Regions from separate parts of the Mus musculus genome. Here all the other regions are linked to region 1. A link is a contact called in public Hi-C and HiChIP or PLAC-seq data. All regions are on one chromosome and are shown on one strand. The core of a region is the stretch at or near the end of the contact, and the rest is flanking DNA. Distances in the headings are between cores, read along the strand shown.

Region 1 (3,360 bases), core at 316-2,815:
GCATACAAATTGTTAAGTTGCCAGTCTTCGTCCTTGCCCACTATCAGGGCCATCTGAAGAACTGCACAGAACCTTGAATTTTGTGTGCTGTCTGTTCTTGTAGGAAGTGCAGCTGAGAGGCTCTCTGTTGGAACAGAATAGCTGCTCACTTCTGGGAATAACCACAGCCACAGCGAAGCCTGATAAGAACTCAGAAGGGATGTGACTTATTTTGATCAAAGATGTCAAGCACTCATAAGACAGAGGGAAAGCTGCCACCAGAGAGTGGGCGAGGTGTATGCATGTGAAACTCCAAAGCCCCTCGCTTTAAACTCCCAAGATGCTTGTCAGCTTCAGTAGAGGTTCACAGCGAAGAGAAAAGCAAGAGTGCTAAAATGAAATGCACATCATAAGGCAAGGCAAGGAAATGATCAAACTAACCACCGAAGAGCAGGAAACCTTTCAGTGAAAGACATTTTCCAGTGGTATATTGATATTATTGAAACCATGTGTAGGTGGGTTTTTGTTTGATTATCTTTAAATGTAGATTTATCAGGGTGAGCAACAAATAGTAGTGTTAGAGGGTCTCCCAAAGGCCGATGCACTCTACCAGAGATCAGGTTGGTATGCCAAGGACAGAAATGGAGAGAAGGATATTTTGATATAGCTAATGAGCAGAGTTCCTCAAAACAGGGAAGGTTAAATAAGCGGTAGCTATTTTTTCTCCACCCATGCCTTCCTTAGCTTCTTTTGTTTTGCTTAAGGCATATGATTTCAGTAAGAAAAATTTAACAACAAAATACCAGACAGGAATAAAACTCCAAAAGTTTTTCAAGACATTAAAAAGTTAAATAACACCCCCCACACACCGCATCCCCCCAGCATTTATCAGAAGTGGGCCTAAGCCAGATGGGTTTCCTTTGAAAGGGCCTGTATTTTCTCTCATTCCCCTTCTATAAATAAGGTGCTCTGCAAGCCATTGAAAGGTGATAATTACATCTATAAATTGCTTTGCTTTCAACTTTCAAATTTAAGGAGTATTACCTTTGTCCCAGTGCCCCTGCAAACTGCAGAGGTGCCATTGCAGGGGGTAAAGCCACCCCCTCCTCTGCCTGTCTTCTTGGTCCCTGAATGGGATAGGGATGGTGTGGAACCCTGGACACCATCACTGCGAACCACTTATGGGGCTGCTTCCCCTTTACCAGAAACTGCGTCTGCTGAACAAAGGGGACTTTTTAATCACAGTCAATTTCAAGAAGTAGAAATACTATTTCAAAATCAGAGGTGGAAAGTAGGGAAGAGAGTAGATACTAGACTTATTGAAAGGGAGTATCTTTTATTCCTGCTATTTTGTTCCTTTCCAAAACTAGAAAATGCTATGCAACAGAGGAAAACACTCCAGGGAATGTAGTCCTGTAGCTGGCGCTGTAACAGGAGCCAGGCTGTGTCAAGGAAAAGCTCGTAGAATGTGGGGCCCCTGGGCAACAATTACCAAGTTGCTCTCTCTCTGGATGGTCCTGAAGTCCAGACAGAGGGCTCTTTAACCCCTGGCTGCTTCCTCTTCTGCCTAAGCTCCGCTGTGGCAGAGTAATCAGCCTTCCTGTTTCCTCAGTGCCGAGGACTATAGAGGACCAGGTAGAGGATTGTGAGGCGTACATTCAGACATTTGACTTAACCCAGCCAGTGTCAACAAGAGACATCTTAGTTTCCTGGCTGTGGCCCAAATCAACTTACTTCATGCAAGAGTGTGAAAGAAGCCCTAGGGGTTATTGGCTAATTAGAGCCCTCACATTCCCTGGCTGTGTGTGTCTACATTTTCACACACTGGAGCTGCCATCCCGGAGCACTCAAGACTTGCATGTGCTGCAAATGTGGTCAGTGGAAATGAACTCTCAATTCAGCTTGGCAGCACGTGACTTCCTATTTCTGTAAGGTACTTCCAAGAGACTTCCTCTGTAAAGCCAGCTGAGAGCCAGGAGATTTCCTTCACCGGCTAGACAAAGTTGATTTCAGCTCTGCTCAGAAGTTTGCCTAGAGAGATCGACTGAGTTCCTTTCTTTCTTTCTTTTTCTATTTTTTTTTCCTGCTCTTTCTTTTTCCTTTGCTGTTGCCAGCCTGCAGGGATCTTGTGGCTCCTGTCAGTGATCGGAAACTGAATACAGTAGTCCAGATCTCAGTAATCCACCCGGTGGAGCAGACCCTGACGAGGTACTCCAGCACAGAAATTGTGGAGGTGAGCCTGGCTTGCACGTGTTTCTCTCTGACTCTGTCCACCTTTGCCTCTCTCTCTCTCTCTCTCTCTCTCTCTCTCTCTCTCTCTCTCTCTCTCTCTCTCTCTCTCTCTCTCTCTCTCTCTCTCTCTCTCTCTCCCTCCCCCCACTCTCTTTCTGTGCAAGCTTTTGTCTCTGTGTGTGTGTTGTGCTCCTGCTCTCTCCTCCCCCCACCTCTTGCTCTCTCCTGCCCCTCCGCCCCTCTGAACAGCTGACTTGAGTTAACTTGTGGTCTCTTGCTGGCTGTTGCTTTTGTCTGTCATTAAGGAACACAGATCTGAAATGTCTAAGCACATGCAGAGTAAACACATGGAGAAGAACTGGACTTTTCATTGAAAGATTTTAGTTTTCTTCCAGAAAAAAGCTTTCCACTCCGAATTCCCAAACAGAACAGAATGTTTGTCTAGAAATTTGTGTTTCTCTATGTACATTATCTATGTTGATTTTAAATACAGTGGAATGAATATATTTAATGAGGGAAAAAGAATAAAGTACCCACATAGTTCAAAACAAGTGAAGAGGTTTTTGCTCTCCCCTCACACCCGGGGGCCCAGTCTAGTCCAACAGTAAATACTTTATATTCTCTGCTAGGTATGCATTTCAAAGTACTGTGTTTTCTAAAGAACAGTAAGTGACTAACTTGATTAGCCATTTGTTTCCAGACAGACATTGTAAATATCACTCATGAGATGAGAGATTCCCTGCTTCCATTTATTGTTGCTAATACAACATTCACCACGTATTGAAGGAAATACAATATTGTGCTGGCTCAGATTCAAAAAGACAAGGGTTTCCCTTTAGATCATTTTGTTCTTGAGAGACATTTCATGACCTTAGAGAATAAGAGATATGTATTTGAACATTTGGGGTTTTGGAGAGTGTGTTCTGCAGCTCCTTCAGCCAAGCATGTTTTTTTTGTTTTTTTGGGTTTTTTGTTTTTTGTTTTTTTCTGCTCCAGTCTTGGCTGGTTTAGCTCACTGGTCTCTCTGAAGCAGTGGCTGGAAGAAATGATTCAGCCTACAGTTGGAGTCACTTGTATTATGAAAATGACCTAAATCCTGTGTGCAGCCCTGCATTTCCCCCTCAGTTAGCCCTGAAGGCTTCCTTCCTC
Region 2 (3,360 bases), core at 634-3,133, 240 kb before region 1:
CCCTTAGCTTAAAATGCTGATATGCTGTATCTTTTTTTATGTTTTTATGCAATAAAGAAAAAGTGTTGTATTTCAAAGAATGTTATTGTTTCAGTTCTAAACTTGGTAGCTACCACTACTAACTGATTCATTTAAGACTCTTAGAAATTGGTGAAATAGGGACACAAAGGAATTATTCTCAGTCTTTTCATAAGTTAATAGAGTTAATTAAAATTAATTAATTTTGAATCTTTGAAAAGAGTTTCACACTTTTAAAATAAACCAGTATACTTGCTGAAAGCCTTGGGTATACAACGATAGTCTTATTAGTCAGGATATTCCAAAGGCTTATAAATTAAGAATCAATGTTATTTACAGTGGTGTGGGTTTTAATAGCTCAGTCCTGTGTGTAAACAGCTCTTGGAGACTTCACTAAATAGTCATTCAAATAAAAGTGATACATAAGTTTAAACAAGGTGTTGTGAGTTTGTGAACTCAGAGGGCTATACAAAAATAAAAAGTCTTGTTTCAATATCATAAGACGGATGCATTCCCAGTGTATTTTAATTCTCAGTGTGTCTGTATTTTAATTAGGATTATTTTTTTTATTTAGAGGAAACTGCTGTATAGTTATGTTTACTTATATTTTTATACTTTCAGCTTACTGTATGTACATATTTATTACATATAGATAAACCAATACCTATTTGTTTAACAATTCTTTCCCTGTTTTAGCAAATTTATTTATATTTCAACATTTTTTGAGTAACACACCATGTATTTCCTCTTTTTAGAATAAGGCCCATGGCTGAGTCTTTTTAGAGTTCGTGCTGTGAGCATCACCCCTCTAAGAATCCTTCATCATTTTCTTTCTAATCCTTTACTCACAGCTATGCTCTGGGTATCAGCATCAAGCCCTTCTAGTTAATACACTGACTGTGCTACTTACAGCCACAGAATCTTATCTGTATATAATCTAAGCGAGACAAAAGCAACATGTGTGTCTAAACCTTTAACTTCATGCCCTGTATCTCAGAGAACTTCAGTTCCTTGTGATTTTGTGTACATTCATTTGTGTTAAACAATTTTATTTTTTTCATTAAGTAACCAATTAATTAACTAATTTACTTAAGGTTAAAGTTTTAAAGAAGAAAATGACATTTTCCACTTCCCCATTGTTAATTTCCCTAATAATCCGTATGCCAATCTTATCTGCTCAGAAGTCCTCTCATGAGCAGATAAGAATTATCTCAATACTCTGCATCCTTGACAGAAAGCACGTCAAAAGGATAGGAAATAAGAAATAGATCAAATTACCAAAGTGTTCTCAACAACTACAAAATGGGTTAGCCATCCTCTTCTTTCTCCCCCTCCTCCCCCTCCTCCTTGTTTTTCCTTCTCATCATCAAATGTACTGGTAGTTCATGCTGTTTTTCTTCAGACTTTTCCCCAGGATTTGACACCAAGCAAAAGACTCTATAGGAGAAAGAACTGTAAAGAGATAATAACATCTTAGAGTGGAGTATAGGGATTTTAGGGTTTCTTTTTTGTCTGGCTTTGTGCTCAGAGCATGCTGTAGTGAAACTGACCTGTTGCCATTCATGCCCACCTCAAACCTGATATAATGGCAGATTTGGATACATGCAAGTTAATAGGATTTTACTCTACTCCCCAACCCCTCATCTCTCATGGGTAGCACGGTGAGCGTGCTCACGCGTGTGTGCGCACACACACACACACACATAACTTCTCCCTAAGAATCCCTGTCTTGTGCAAATGAAAAACAATGTCTTATTCCTGGGAGTCCTACAACTAAAGAGAAGTTTCATCATAACTGTTTAAAGCCACTCAGCTGTGATAATCTTCTGAGAACTCGTTTATCTGATGCCAATGAAGTGTGGTCTATGACCTTCCATAGAATCAGACTTTCTTTTGTTTTGTTTGATCAAGCTATCACTGTCTCTGCAGGGCTTTCTCTATCTCATCGCATCACACAAAAGCGCTAATAATGGGTCAGTAAGAAGTTACTCATCTTAGATTGTGTTGTACTGAACCTCAAAGTTGTGCTGAACCAGATCTTTAAATATTCCAGATTTAATCTTACTCAAAATTTGCTTCTTATACAGTTCATATTTGTTCTTAATTGTACTAGTATAATTTTCAATATAGAAATTTGCAACTATCTTTATAGTAATGGTAATCAGCCTTAAGATAGTTTCAAGACAAAAATAAGGACAAAGGAAATATTTTACAAATCACACATTTTATGCACGAGCAAGGTGTATATTTAGTAGTGAATTATTGCCTCATTGATGATGAACTTGAGGCTTACCTGAATGTTCTCCTTGGATCTGGGAGTGGCTGGAACTTGACTTCTCTGTACTGGTAATGAGTGAGGGTACTGGTAATTATATGACACAGGTTTCCCTTTCAAATAGAACCTACTTTTGGGCTACAGAAATGGCAATAAATATCTGTCAGATTAGTCAAATGGTCAACATGGACATATGTTTGCAAGGAAACATCATTACCCTGAATTTTAAGATTTCCAAACCATTGTGGCAGAAGTTAAAACAATTTCTCTGCTATTGTATATTAAGATAGATAAAAATGCTAAACAATTCGTATTGATCTGGTCTTTCCATGCTATGTAAAATTTTAGTTCATGTTCCTGGTTATACAGTTCAATGTGGTTAATGTAACTTTGTCTGCATTTCAATCAATTCACTATGATACTGATCTTGTCATGTAAATTATTTCAAAGCCTAGTTGGCCTCTATCACTGAATCCAGATCAGTGAGAGGATAAGATTGCACTTCAATATACAGTGTTTCCAGGTAACTACCTGGTCCTTGACCCATCTTAGTACCCCCTGTGGGGTGAACCTTGCAATTCAAGTTTGGATCTTTGTACAAAAGTGATATAATCTCTTTCATCGGGTTATATTGCAAGAAAGTCAGTGATGCTATTTTAATGAAGAAAACACAATAACATAGTTATCTTAGTAGTTACATAATTTTAGGACTTTAAAGATTGTTCCTGTAATTGAAATATATTGTAGAAATGTGGTTCTTTTTCTAGAGTTTATTTTCACTTGACACAAGTGTCAGTTTTCAAAATAGGATAACAATTCTAATTCTTTAGAAAATCTGTTTTATTTCAATCCTAGTTCAAGGTTACATTGAGTAGGTACTGTTTTAGGGGAGAGAGGAGAGATGAGGAATGAAGGAGGTGGGGTAGAGAAGAACACTGGAAGGGAGGTATGGAGAGGCAAGGGGAGGGGAGAGAGGCAGGGGAGAGAGGAAGGGGAGGGAAGGAGAGGGGAGGGGAGGGGAGGGGAGGGGAGGGAAGGAGAGGGGAGGGGAGGGGAGGGGAGGGGAG
Region 3 (3,360 bases), core at 375-2,874, 210 kb before region 1:
CTTATCATCTTAAGTGTGGACTCTCTCATCTCTGGCTAGTCTTGGGGGCTGGGTATTAGCATTAGAGTCTAAGAAGCATCAGGCCAACCTACTACACCCCCTTCCTTTTCTTTCTCCTCCCTTGGGTCCCTTCCTCATGCCTCTTCTGAAGGAAAGACAATTCATTCACTAGAATGAGCTCAAATCTTCCACTTCATTCTGTTTTATGCCCCATTTCTTTTATGCATTCAGTTAGTTTTTGCTATATCCAGTATGTTCAGGATGATATAAATCTTAAAATGTCAGAATGTAGGTGGACATCTCCATCTAGAGCTCTGGATTGAGAGAAAGAGAGAGTAAGAGATGGGATGTTTTTACAGTGGAAGTTTCATTTTTTGATGAATGGGAAGGACATTAACACTTTATGTCTTTATTGCGTTGTTAAAAGAAAAATGTGACAAAAATGAAGTGTTGGCAAAATAGTTTTATTTACTTCATTAACATTTATAGCCCTGGACAATATGCAGCTTATTGGAAGTCCATACAAAATATTAATACTGCAGTTACAGCCACAGCTACAAATGGAGATCTACACTGTGCTGAATTGCTTAATTAAGGTAATGCTGGTGTTAAGGTAATAGACTCTGGGGTGGGTATACTGAACGTCAGTTCTTAGTTTTCAATCAATTAACATATGACCTTTGTTAATTACATAATGTTGTTAGACCTGTAATTCTGGCCACTTGGAAGGCAGAAGCAGGAAGATCACAAGTTTAAGTCCTGACCTATAAAGAGAGTTCAAAGCTTGTCTGGGACACTTAGCCAGATTTTGTGTCCCAATTTAAAAATTGGAAAAATAGAGGTGGATACAGCCCAATGAGTTGTTTTCCAGCATACACTAGTTCCAGGATTTCACCTGGAGAACACATAAAGGAATAAAAAGAAGGATATATAGATATAGACATAGATAGATAGATAGATAGATAGATAGATAGATAGATAGATAGATAGATAGATAGAGATGATATAGATATATGAATCTCTCACTCTCTCAGATATATATATGAAAAGGTGGGATGTTGATGCTTTCCTACCTATGACAGAAGGGAAATAATAGTACTGATTTATAGAAGTTTTTCATTTTTAAATACAAGTGGGTTATGCTATGCAATAGTGCTTAGAATGGAGTTGTGGATATGGAAAACATAGTATGTTAGTTATATATTTTATGAGTATCATTATCATATACAATCCATACAGTTGCATAACCTAGTAGAGATGATCTTCCTATTTATCCGTGTGAAATAAGTTGAGAGATGCTTGACAGATCTTAGGAATGAGGAGTAAGTTGCACTTTAAATTCCACTGAGTAGCACTGGAGTGACGCATGGTTCTTTGACCACATCAATGCTATGACCCATACATATGTCAATATTGTAGAAGTACAAACAATTGAAATGGAAACTTCTGGTTTCTTTGGAAAGTCAGTTACGTTAAATGATGTTTTGCTGGGGCACATAAGTGAAAGGATGTTTTGCTAAAGCAAACGTGTGAAAGAATATTTTAATGAAGCAGGCACAGGTGAAAGGATGTTTTGCTATAGCAGAAATGAGAAAGTACACGTGATGTTTAGAAAGAATGTAAATGTGGCCCCTCAGACAGTGGGAGCTGGAGTGTTGGCTTGCCTTGCTCTGCATCACTAGACTTCACTAATGATGCACATAAATTGGTTTGCCTTACATGGCATTGATGAGCTTAGCTTGTGGTGACTGTGGAGAGAAACTCACAGTAGAACTTCTCCTCGTGAAGGTACTGCTCCTTTTTGTCAATTCTGTGGACTTGGGCCAGTTGACAAGTCTCACAGTTTCTTCTGGATTGAATGACTCCTGCTGATTTGTGTTTGGTGTTTGTTAGTGGACTGGACTGAGAACAACGAAGATTGCAATCACCCCAAAGGACTATTTCTAAACATGTCCACTTCCCATGTATTCTAATAATCTTTTTTTCCCACTACTTCTGGTAAATGGTGGGCTAGAATGGAGGTTGAACCCTTATTGAAGTAGGCTGTGAAAATATATGCCTACAGACAATGTCATCCAAAGTGTTCTCTTGTCTCTTGCAAGGTAAAACTAGTTGTAGCTGATACATGTCCAGTGCTGAATCTACTGTGCAAGGACTGTACAGTTGGTGGATAGTTGTAATCATTGTTGGCTTTACCACAAGCTATAATGGGACTGAATGAAATTGATACAGTTTTCTAATTTCTTAGTTGATCCACATTGTTTATTTGTCTGCTGTTAAATTGGTGAGTAGGCTTAATATAGGGGGAAAGAAATTCATACTTCACCCTCATTACCTTATTTCACATTTATATTCGATGTTAGAGAAAAATTGTGGGACTGTGAGAGGCAGCCTGGTTTCTGGTTGAGCTAGGTTTAAAACCCCAGTGCCCCAGAAGGTGACCGTAGCCTGCAAGGGACAGTAGGTGTTTTGTCACACTCCTAGACACAGGTTCCAGACAGGAGGCCACAGCTCTCCACTTCATGGGTCTGTGGACATCAGTCATGTAAGGGAATGCCTCAAGCCCTCCACAGGTAGAGGATGTGACCACAGATCATGTAGCCTCAAGACAGACCCCATTTTAATGAGGCACCTAAAGGTCTGAAGGGCTTAGTCAATTAAGCTCCCCTTCCCCGACACTCCTCCCTGCAAAAAATATTTTACCTCAGGCTTGCCCTGAGAAAAATGGGGTACAGTTCCACTTATCAGAATTATCTACCATGACAATAAGTGCTTTAAAACCATGGACTGTCTCTTATTTGGATCCACTGTGGGAAACAATGGAGCAGGTTTTTCTCTAAAGAGCAATGTCTAATCTCCCTCAGGAGGCCTCTCTGCATTCCCAGCGATGGTCACCATCACTGCTGAGCCAAGCCAAGGACTCTCTCCTCCCCACAGGACCCAGCCAGAGCCCTCCTCCTGCCCTTTTCCCTTCACCTTGGCTATATCCAACCTGCGGGCCACCACTCTGTTCTCAGCACTTCTGCTGCATCCAGCGACATCTGTGGTGCCCAAGAGTCTGAGGACCTGCCATGCTCAGCCTTCATGCTGGCCAGGACTCCGAGTCAACTTTGCCAAGTCCACGGGGACATTAGACTGTGCCTCCCCACCCCTGGAGCGGGATCCTACAGCATCTCACAGCCTGACCCTCGTCCTGCATCTGCATGTGGGGGTGGGGTGCAGTCACAACTTCCGTGTTCTGCCTTGTCCAGCAGCTCAAGACCTGGGCAGGACACTGGCTGCCTTTTAACCCACAAGAAATTGTGTAGGATGCTGAAAGCCACCAAACAAAACAGAAGCCATGATTATGGGCATGGATTA
Region 4 (3,360 bases), core at 364-2,863, 130 kb before region 1:
AAGACCAAGCTGTGCTATTTGCTTCCTATCGTGTAAAGGTCATGTGCAGTGAACAGTTCTGTTTTGCAAAATCCTCAGTTTCAGATGAGAATGGTGTTGTTTAGATTTTGTTTAAGTATACAGAAAGATATTCCAGTGTGGTTTAAAGTTGATAGAAGGTCATAAAAATGATACATTTTTTTAAAAGAATGGTTCCATCTTAAACTTGTACCCAATTCAGTTTTATACTATTTTCTTCAAATTTTATTGGTAAATTATGAAATAATTTGAAGTATTTATTTGGAGTGATTTTGAAGCTATTTGGAAACAATTCTTCAATTAGAGAGCTGCTTTAATTTCCTCCTGCATTTTCAGCTAATAGCTAGTTGCTAAGGCTTGGTAGGCATTCTCCCCCATGCCTGCTTCTCTCTTCTTTCCACTGGTAATTTTTTCCATTGTTCATGAGAGCAACATCTTGTATGTAGTTCTCCAGTCTCTGTACAAGGTGAGTATGCTGGACTTCCTTTAAGGACCCTATCACTCCACTCTCTCATTGCAATAAGAACCTATTTCTCCCACTGCCCATTGCCATCACCTTCAGAACCAGTGATGACTCAGAACTCGCCAATTTTAGTCAAAATTTACTACTTGCATTTTCCTGCACAATCTATGGACTACACTCATTGTCCTGATATTTAAGTGTTATTGACTTGATCACTTCTTTTAAAACTTTAAAAATATTAGCCAACATGGCAATGTTGTCACTTACATTATAACACAACCTCTATGCAACTGTTCAGTGGTCCCTGGTTACAAGACAAAATCAGTGTGTGAGGAAACAGAGCAGGAGACATACCCAATGTGAGTAGTCACTACTTGTTAAAAGTTGATCACAGTTGTTAAGTGCATGCATTTTAGCACAACCCTACAGTAAATCTGTATAAAATGTGGGGACTACAAGTGGAACAGAACAAATCACATCACAGAACAAATACATAGTGTGCTGAGGGGAGTCTGGATATGCTCAAAGTGGATGTCCAAGGCCGTGTGTGTGTGTGTGTGTGTGTGTGTGTATGTTTGTCTGTGTGCTTGTGTGTGTATGTGTGTGTGTGTTATAAATGCAGTTCAATTATCTTTCCACTTTTTGCTGATAAGCATAATCAAACTCAACTAGCAGCAACATTCTCATGCTTCTAAAGAGTCATTTCAATTTTGGGCAAAGGCCAATGACCACAACTTTAAATTGCACATTAAAACAGGGTCTATCTCATTTCTGTAGCTGGGATAAGGCACTTTGACCAAAAGTAACTTAGTAGGTAAAAGCTTCTATTTGATTTATGTTGTCAGGTCATAGTCCATCACTGCTGGAAGTCCAGGCAGGAAATCAAAGTCAAGCCTACTTTCTATTTTATGCAGTGTTTCTCTGGACTAGGTAACTAAAGCGCATCCAAGTGAGTACAGCAGAAACTCCAGGGGAAAGGTGCTTCTTGACTCATGGAGGCTCATCCTCAGCTGGCTTCCTCATACAGCTCAGGACCTCCTGTCCAAAAAATTATAACACCCACAGAGGGCTGAGCTCTCCATTGCCAGTTAGAAATCAAGACAATCCCCCACCCACATGGTTACAGGCCAATTTGGTCTAGGGAATTCCCCAGCTGTGTTTCCCTTCTGAGAAATCAAGTGTGTGTGAAGTTGACAGTTGAAGCTAGAATAAGCAGTAACTTGGTTTCAATAAAACTGCATATCTAGCTATCTGATAATGGTTGCTAACATTTAGATCAGTTAACAAAGGTGTAAATAGATTATTTTAAGTACGTAAATTTTTTTGTTTCAGTGTCATGTAATGTAAGACACTAAGTATTGAATGCCAGCCACACATATTATGAACATGAGTTTTGATTCTAAGAATAACATTTGACTTAGACCTTTTGCTTCCTTAACATCACCAGAGAATGTATATGCAAACAACAAATGAGGAAAGGCCCTACCCTGAGGTACTTGGCCAATAAAATAAATGTTTGAAGTCAAGCCATTGCTCATTTCAAAGTCAGTGGATAAATAATGCTTGCCCGTCTGCTGTCTGTGGCAACAACAAAGCTTAGATTGCCTGACAACAGATAGGAACACAAATGTAATATAAAGTTAGCCTTCCAAATTTCATGAAAAACAACAAAAATTAAAACTTATGAAAGGTAAGGACAGAATTATTGGTTTTGAAAAAAATATTCTTACTCAAAACAAACTATTTATTATATTGTATGTTAAGTTTCATTTTATGCCTTACATAGAAAAACAAAATCAAGGAAGATGAAGTTTCATACATCCAAAGCCACATATAATATTATTTATGTACTGAGTCATTCCTAGGGTTGGGCAGAAAGATTTATTATTTTGGCTGAGTTTTGGAGTAGATACAATAAATTTTTAGATAAAGGAGCAACTATGGAAGCAAAATAATATATTTTCAAAATTATAGGTGAGCTAGTATATTATGTACTTTGGAAAAAACATGTTTATTGAGGGAATTTTCATAGACTTTTATAGAGAGGAGAGTTACCAAGACTCTCTATGTCCCATGACTCTTTTTCCTTAGAGCCAAAGTGGGCAGCAGCTATCTCTCTCTTTTTCATTCCATTTTTATTAGGTATTTTATTCATTTGCATTTCAAATGCTATCCTGAAAGTCCCCCATACCACCCTCCCCTACCCACCCACTCCCATTTCTTGGCCCTGGTGTTCCCCTGTACTGGGGAATATAAAGTTTTCAAGACCAAGGGACCTCTCTTCCCAATGATGGCTGACTAGGCCATCTTCTGCTACATATGCAGCTAGAGACCCATAATCAGCCTCCAAAAGCAGACACCATTGCAATATGCCAGCAAGATTTTGCTGAAAGGACTCTGATATAGCTGTCTCTTGTGAGGCTATGCTGGTACCTGGCAAACACAGAAGTGGATGCTCACAGTCAGCTACTGGATGGAACACAGGGCCCCCAATGGAGGAGCTAGAGAAAGTACCCAAGTAGCTAAAGGGGTCTGCAACCCTATAGGTGGAACAACAATATGAACTAACCAGTACCCCAGAGCAGGTGTCTCTTATCAGTCAGGACCTTGCTTGGTTAGTCACCTCTCTTGTGTTGTTTTTTACTGTGTTTCCAAAACTACGAGGAGAAGTGTAGTGAATACTTATTCTTAAAAATGATATTTGTAATCGTCTTCAATTCCCATAATGACAAATACAGAATCAGAGTTTTAGATATAAGGAGCTGTCTTAATTAGGGTTTCCATTGTTGTAAAGAGACACCATAACCAAGGCAACTCTTATAAAGGACAACATTTAATTGGGGCTGGCTTACAGTATCATCATGGTGGGAAGCATGGCA

The links. Hi-C and Micro-C count contacts between places; a contact is called where the count stands out from the background. HiChIP or PLAC-seq counts read pairs in DNA pulled down with a chosen protein or histone mark.
Region 2: a Hi-C map of group 2 innate lymphoid cells shows a contact between it and region 1, with 1.9 times the contacts expected there. The contact joins two enhancer-like sites. A contact is called at or near these places in 2 of 15 datasets of contacts at CTCF or cohesin (CD8 T cells and the G1E-ER4 cell line), 3 of 484 Hi-C or Micro-C datasets (the G1E-ER4 cell line, group 2 innate lymphoid cells and nephron progenitors), 2 of 115 datasets of contacts at active chromatin or transcription factors (the 230-238 cell line and CD8 T cells) and 2 of 9 other capture datasets (adipose tissue and liver).
Region 3: a contact with region 1 is called in a Foxp3 HiChIP or PLAC-seq map of regulatory T cells, with 11 times the contacts expected there. The contact joins two enhancer-like sites. A contact is called at or near these places in 1 of 15 datasets of contacts at CTCF or cohesin (CD8 T cells), 3 of 484 Hi-C or Micro-C datasets (CD4 T cells, the HPC-7 cell line and Th1 cells), 9 of 115 datasets of contacts at active chromatin or transcription factors (the 230-238 cell line, CD8 T cells, Th17 cells and 3 more) and 3 of 9 other capture datasets (adipose tissue, liver and pancreatic islet).
Region 4: a Hi-C map of group 2 innate lymphoid cells shows a contact between it and region 1, with 5 times the contacts expected there. The contact joins two enhancer-like sites. A contact is called at or near these places in 1 of 15 datasets of contacts at CTCF or cohesin (CD8 T cells), 6 of 484 Hi-C or Micro-C datasets (the Ba/F3 cell line, CD8 T cells, Th1 cells and 3 more), 6 of 115 datasets of contacts at active chromatin or transcription factors (the 230-238 cell line, CD8 T cells, Th2 cells and 1 more) and 2 of 9 other capture datasets (liver and pancreatic islet).

Annotation. Positions count from the first base shown.
Region 1 is chr8:81,766,001-81,769,360 of GRCm38.p6, forward strand. Inpp4b (inositol polyphosphate-4-phosphatase, type II) reads left to right here. Exons shown (of 25, transcript NM_001024617.3): 6 at 2,094-2,212. Among named protein-coding and RNA genes, the nearest start is that of Gm25267, 390 kb to the right of the region's middle. Within about 2 kb of position 1,566, at least 162 of the 459 cell types and tissues checked have an H3K27ac peak or open chromatin away from gene starts, as enhancers often do. A contact at or near this core is called in the 230-238 cell line, CD8 T cells, the G1E-ER4 cell line and 7 more, where this site is marked.
Region 2 is chr8:81,523,543-81,526,902 of GRCm38.p6, forward strand. The region is part of intron 2 of Inpp4b (inositol polyphosphate-4-phosphatase, type II); the gene reads left to right. Among named protein-coding and RNA genes, the nearest start is that of Gm51582, 180 kb to the left of the region's middle. Within about 2 kb of position 1,884, at least 4 of the 459 cell types and tissues checked have an H3K27ac peak or open chromatin away from gene starts, as enhancers often do. A contact at or near this core is called in the G1E-ER4 cell line and group 2 innate lymphoid cells, where this site is marked.
Region 3 is chr8:81,557,242-81,560,601 of GRCm38.p6, forward strand. The region is part of intron 2 of Inpp4b (inositol polyphosphate-4-phosphatase, type II); the gene reads left to right. Among named protein-coding and RNA genes, the nearest start is that of Gm51582, 220 kb to the left of the region's middle. Within about 2 kb of position 1,625, at least 18 of the 459 cell types and tissues checked have an H3K27ac peak or open chromatin away from gene starts, as enhancers often do. A contact at or near this core is called in CD8 T cells, Th1 cells, Th17 cells and 3 more, where this site is marked.
Region 4 is chr8:81,634,773-81,638,132 of GRCm38.p6, forward strand. The region is part of intron 2 of Inpp4b (inositol polyphosphate-4-phosphatase, type II); the gene reads left to right. Among named protein-coding and RNA genes, the nearest start is that of Gm51582, 290 kb to the left of the region's middle. Within about 2 kb of position 1,614, at least 33 of the 459 cell types and tissues checked have an H3K27ac peak or open chromatin away from gene starts, as enhancers often do. A contact at or near this core is called in the 230-238 cell line, CD8 T cells, Th1 cells and 3 more, where this site is marked.